2 separate regions of the Anas platyrhynchos genome follow, and region 2 is linked to region 1. Evidence: chromatin contacts called from public Hi-C data. All regions are on one chromosome and are shown on one strand. The core of a region is the stretch at or near the end of the contact, and the rest is flanking DNA. Distances in the headings are between cores, read along the strand shown.

Evidence for each region. A called contact is a pair of places that touch in the nucleus more often than the background predicts.
Region 2: a contact with region 1 is called in a Hi-C map of skeletal muscle, with 2.6 times the contacts expected there. The contact joins the promoter of FGFBP2 here to the enhancer-like site in region 1. A contact is called at or near these places in 2 of 8 Hi-C or Micro-C datasets (skeletal muscle and subcutaneous adipose tissue).

The regions. Positions count from the first base shown.
Region 1 is chr4:64,074,285-64,077,291 of IASCAAS_PekinDuck_T2T, forward strand. No RefSeq gene overlaps it. Among named protein-coding and RNA genes, the nearest start is that of TAPT1, 7.9 kb to the right of the region's middle. Within about 2 kb of position 1,492, at least 2 of the 8 cell types and tissues checked have an H3K27ac peak or open chromatin away from gene starts, as enhancers often do.
Region 2 is chr4:64,212,075-64,215,081 of IASCAAS_PekinDuck_T2T, forward strand. FGFBP2 (fibroblast growth factor binding protein 2) reads left to right here and starts at 1,477. Exons shown (of 1, transcript XM_013096999.1): 1 at 1,477-2,103. The coding sequence starts at 1,477. The coding sequence ends at 2,103.

The sequences.
Region 1 (3,007 bases), core at 242-2,741:
TTAAAGTCTTCCAATGCAGAGAAATCCCTTCCTTAGCCCCTCTGATCGAGAAGCAGATATGCTTTTCATTCGTTCCAAATGGATGAGATAGCTTATACTAAAATAGTTTACTTTTTTGTTCTGTGCATTTCATTTCCAGTTTGATTCAAATATCAACAAATTGATCCTTGGCAAACCAAGCTCTCCACTATGTAATGCCATTTCCTCATTGAACTAATTACTTCGCTGTATCAGTTGAAATATTGCTTTTAAAGTAATTGGAGACTTACATATCCATGTTCTTTATGCAAATTAAAATGAATAGCTATACTTAGTAAATGGGAAAACTGCCTAAGTGCTAGAGCTGTACCCAACCTGGAAATCCATTTCCCACAAGAGAAGTTCAGTTTTTAAGCCACTTCTGAATTCAAGTTACAATTTTTAAGCCTGTATGGCTAAAATGCTACTCCTCAACCAGATTGAAAATTCTAAATACAGGTGGCTTCACTGCAAAACTGCTTGTCACCTACAATTGCCTCTAACCCGATAAGATCTGTCAGTGTTCTCACTTTCTCAAAGCCAAATTATCTGCTCAATTACTTCCTTGAAAGTCCATAGAAATCAGGCACAGAATGAGCTGGCTCGGGATCAGTCTGTTTCACAGCTTCTGAGAGCAGGAGGCTTGTGGCATCACAGTGGTTGAGTGGTCATTGCAAACAAATGGTGGAGTGTGACTCTCTCTCAGGACATCAGTTATTTTCCAGAGCTAGCCACTCAACTCCTGGCTGTCCCTTCAGGGGCACAATGCTGCTGATCCTGCAGCTGATCCAGCAAGGTATACACCAGCTCACACAAAATGGGCTGGAGGTGTGAAGGGTCAACACGCTCATTCAGGCAAAGCTTTAAAATTTTGGCTACTGAGGACATGAATCAAAGGTGAGGCGAGGCCGAGATCTGTGAGAACAAGATATGAACGAGATCATGGAGATACACGGTAGAAAAGAAGGGTGAATTGGCACCATCCACAATCTCAGTTTGCCCCAGCTGAAGCCAAGAACATGCAGTGAGTAGGAAAGTTTACATCAGAAGACACACTAGTTCTGTGAGCATTGTTCTCTTTTCTTGTTAACTCCCAGATATTGTTTTATTAGTCTTGCTTGTCTGTGTCATGGATTCCAATTTAAATGCATGTTTGCATTCTGCAGATATATAAGGACATATAATTCAACCATTTTACTGGAATTGTGAAATATTACTGTTAAACAAGGTGTGCTTAGAGGGCTAAAGAATATCGCCACAAAGTGAAGTGCACTGCATGCAATTAAAACGACAGCTCTGAATTCATCCAAGAGGCAACACTCAAACATTTAGCTGTGCTTCTTTTTAAGTTATTTATTCTCCTAATTTAATTTTGAATAATCTCACTTACGGAAAGGGGAAAATGACTGCTATGGATTGTGAAATACAGGAGTACTAAGAGGGAACTGAATGTGCCAGCTGGGAATATACAAAGGAGGGAATGAGTCATGTAACTTCTGGGTATTGCCAGTCATTTGGAAAGGGGTCGGCCTAACTGTGCAGGACTGCAATTATTAAAATTTATGTAGCAAGCACAGCATTTATTCCTGGGTTGAATTAATAAATGATCTGCTAGCAGATTATAATGATCATAAATGATCTGCTAGCAATGCTGTGTTAAAGGTTCTGTCAGCAATTATATTATAGAGATTTATAATATCAAACTAAAATAGTGCATCCTGGTCACTAAAATAACTCCAGAGTCAGACTTTGGATCAAGTTATCATAACCAAGTAGCTGACTAATACCCACAAAAATATCTGTGTGCACGAGCGTATCTTTGTGCATGTCAGTTGGGTAATTGCTTTTGTAGGGTGGTTTTTTTTTGTGCATAAACATCTTTATGGAATGTATGGGCACTTGTGTGTGGTGCGCAGGTGCTGTAAACAAACATATGAACATCAGTGCATACCTGTGCATGGGTTTTACACCAAAACAAGCTATTAGACTGTAAAGAAGTGAATATTCTTATGGTTAAGTAAGAAATAATCCAGTACATCTCAGTAAATCCCTGTAACAGAAATGCTGGCAGTACTTTAAATGTGATAGTGTTAATAGGGATAATTTAAAGGATTTTTTCTTAGTCAGCTGCCCGTGGTTGAAAATGTGCTTTCATAAAATTTTCTGAAAATGAATATAGTTCACTTTGTTTAAAATAAATTGTTGGATTCTTTAACTAGTTGATGTTTTCCGCAAAGCCTATGCGCTGATATCCCAAAAATCAACTAAGTGGACTCTTAGCTTGTACTCACAATGTCCCTCCATGCGTTCTGTCAACTCTTAATCTGGCTTTGGTGCATATTACAGCAAATTTACTGTAAGTTGCAGAATTGCATAACAATAATAACTTACAAAAATTAAAGTTAGTTAACACTCTGCCTGTTAATACAAAAGTAGGGCAGGCGGGGTTTTTTTGCAAGAATATCAAACATTTTCAGTGTAACTGCCTGTCTTTATGATCTGCCAGGGCTGGAAGAGCAATCCCAAGCACATTCCAGTGCATCTTGTTACTCATCAAGGTAGAGCAATCCTCCTGGGGTTCCAAATGGTGATTGGATTCGCACGGAGCCTGCCAAATTAAAATTGCCTGCTTTAAAATAAAAACTTGAACAAAAAAAGAGGACAAAATTTTGAGTTCCAGTTGACAATGTATTCTTATCTCATCATGCTATCATAGAAGGCCCTGAAGAGAAAAAGAGTGACATATGAAATCACTCCCTCAGTGCTGTGACTCTGCTATTGATAGACCCAATTTCGTATATTGATGGACATGGTTTGTGAATGCTTCAAAAATCCAAGTCTACACACTAATATGTAAAAGATCATGTAGATTGCATTGGTGTTACTGGAATCAGAGTTGAATTTTTTCCAAATGCTGTTGTCAAGTTTGACAACTGAATTGTAAGAGTTAATAACAAAAGCAATAAGCAAATACAAATTTGGGGGAAGA
Region 2 (3,007 bases), core at 227-2,726, 140 kb after region 1:
AACATATTAACTGCAGTACTTAAGTACACCAGAGCTCTTGAGTCCAAGCTTCAATATTTCTCCTTGTCCTTGTAGGCTGATTTGTCATCATGATTGCACCTGAGAACTTTTCAGAACTAGAGATCTGAAACTGGTATAAAGTATTTTTTAAGTAATTTTGAACTCCATCAATTATTAGTGAGAACAAGAGATGAATGTCTTTAGTTTCCAGGAATTCTCAGTGCTAAGAAAGTGTAAACAATGCATTTATTCATTCAGTTATCAAGAGGTCTTTGAGTGCTTCCAGTACCACTTCGAAATCCTTGGAATGAAATGTGAGATAGGCAACAAGATTCTTCTGGCTGGCTGGGTGTCAGGTGAGAAGACAGGGTCTTATGAGCCAGAAAAGTCCTGGGTCATGCAGCAGCAGCACAAGAGGGGAGTTCCTTGTGACCAACTGAACACCGAGAGAATTACCACAACTTTCCATAGCTCTGCTGCTTTTAGCTACTGCAGAAAGTGCTAGTACAGAACTGCACAAAAATATTTATATTCTCTTGTATTTGCTTTATGACCTACCTATGTCTCATTTATTATAAACAGGGAAATATTAAAAAAATAAATAAATAAAGGGGAGGGAGTGTGGAAGTAAAACCTGATAAAGCACAAATATGTGTTAAAGCACAAATAAGTAAATTTGACATCTCCTAGGGTGTATTCCCTGGTGCTGAGAGCTGTGATAAGCTAGTTCTTGTTCTGTTGGCTGAAAATAACCCAAGGATTAACAGTAATTATAAAATTTCCAAACATCTGATTTATGTTTATGCCTAAATTATTTTGCTAAATCCTTATTCCCTATATATTTTTAAATAGTGCAAGTATTTAAATATTGCAAGTCTAAAAATTTTTCACGACTTAAAGATTGTGCAATTGATTCTTCCCTGTGTCCACAGTGTATGTCAACTGCTGACAAAATGAAGTACTAAAGTTGCATCCTTACTGTGCAAATCCACAGAAAATCCACTGCAGAAATCAACTTTTATTAGCAGGACATGTTTATAATCATCCAGACGTATCTGCATAAATAGTTTTGGCACTTTTATCTTTTTTACTTCAACATGGCTTTACAAGTTCAGGCATGAAGATAGCTCTAAAACAGCTGAAGAATGGAAAATACCTGTTAAAAATCAAATATGACATGTTCATCCTGGACAGGAATGTGCTTCTCGGTTATACAACTATCGTTCTGTATTTAACTGCATTTACAAGATTTGTCTTGTTACCTTCTTGGGAGTTCACAGGTTATTTGACACTCCCTTGGGCTATAAATTATGGGCACATGCCTACTGAAGGGTGATTTATTATTTAAATAAAAAAAAATTTACATCCTACATCTAGCTGGAAAGAGGCTTCTTTGTGCACCGAGCCTTTAAATTGTGAGCAGCCAGGTACTTACGACTTCCACTTTCTCGGATCGTTTCGCTCAAGGATCTCGCCATGAAGAGCATTGCCCTTCTTTTCCTAGTAGTGATCTGTGGCGTGGCAGGATGGGGACAGAAACTGAAGCCAAAGAAGAGAAGCAATGGTGAAGAAATCAATTTTCGGACTAAAACCAAAGACGTCTGCACCATGAGCATGAGTGGGGATGAGGAGATGAAACTAAGAATCGAATGCAAAAGCCAAGGCAAGTCCTACTGGTGTGAATACACCGGCAAGCCGTCAGTCTGTCGTCCTTTCCGAAACAATCCCAAACTCTACTGGAATCAGATTGCCGTGGAACTTAGAAAGCTCCCTCATGCTTGCGAATCCACACAAGTGTTGAAGGCCACCATGTGCCAAAAGGCTCCTGCAGATGCTGTCATGAAGCAAATAGCTGCTGGTATGGAGCCGGAAGACCTAGCAAATCAGGACAAGTCAGTCCAGAAAACTTCAGCCTCTGTGAGGGGAGCAGGGAAAAGCTCTGTTAAGAAAATAGGGAAGCCTGCAATACTACCTCTTATAAAACCAACCCAACATGGTCAAGGGTCTGAAAATGAAACTGAAGCAATGAAACTGGCACGGGAACATTGCTGGGAATCCCTGCATGGTTTCTGCTCCTACATTATTGGCATCTTTAGAGGTTAAGGATTTGCTTCAGGTAAAACTCTGTCTTGAAGCACAGCAGAGCATACCGAAATGTAATCCTATTGTACTTCTGTTTATCTTTGTTTTAATCCTGGGGATCTCTCAAGGGGATGGACAAGGAGGCTTTAGGGTCACTAACTAAAATCTGAAATAGGAAAGTCAGTTGTATTATAACTTCTGAGTGTCTGGAGAGCCTAAACTCCCATTGATATCCAATAGTTCAGGACTCCCTTGCAGCCTCATATGAGGTGCTCAGTACATACTGAGATGGTGGTTATATCTGTTGATAATTAGTGAACATCGCTTGTATTTTTCCTGTTAGAATGTGTGTCTGAATCCTATGGTTTAACTGTTTGAATTGGGCTTGTTCCTCCCTTCTGTCCTTCCTTCCATCCTGGGCTTTTTTTTTTTTGGATGTAAGCCAGCGAAATGTGATAAATAACAAACACATTAGACCCATATAAAAAGTGCAATTTAGAGAATTGTATTTAGACTGTGACAGGATAAACCATGTTCATCAAAACTGCTAGTTGATATTTAACCATTTACATTTTAAAAGTAGTTCATAAACAACATGTAGATATAATATCTATAGATATTATAGATATGTAGATATGAAACCAAACTGTCTTGGTTTCCACATCTGTTTCTGTAGCCATGCTAGGTGATCCCACACAGGCTAGTCTGGTAAGTCTCAGGTTTTTAGCCAGGATATGAAGTGGCAAAGCCCTCACAGAAGTAATTGGTTTTATACCTACTTACGTTTCACCTCAGGGAGCCTGCCAGGAGCTGGCATCTAAACCTGAAAACTGTTGACAGAAATGGGAATATATGCAGCGTGAGCCACTCTAAGTGCTTAGTCTGCTAATGATCTTGGTTGTACTTAATGCAGCAAAGTGACTAA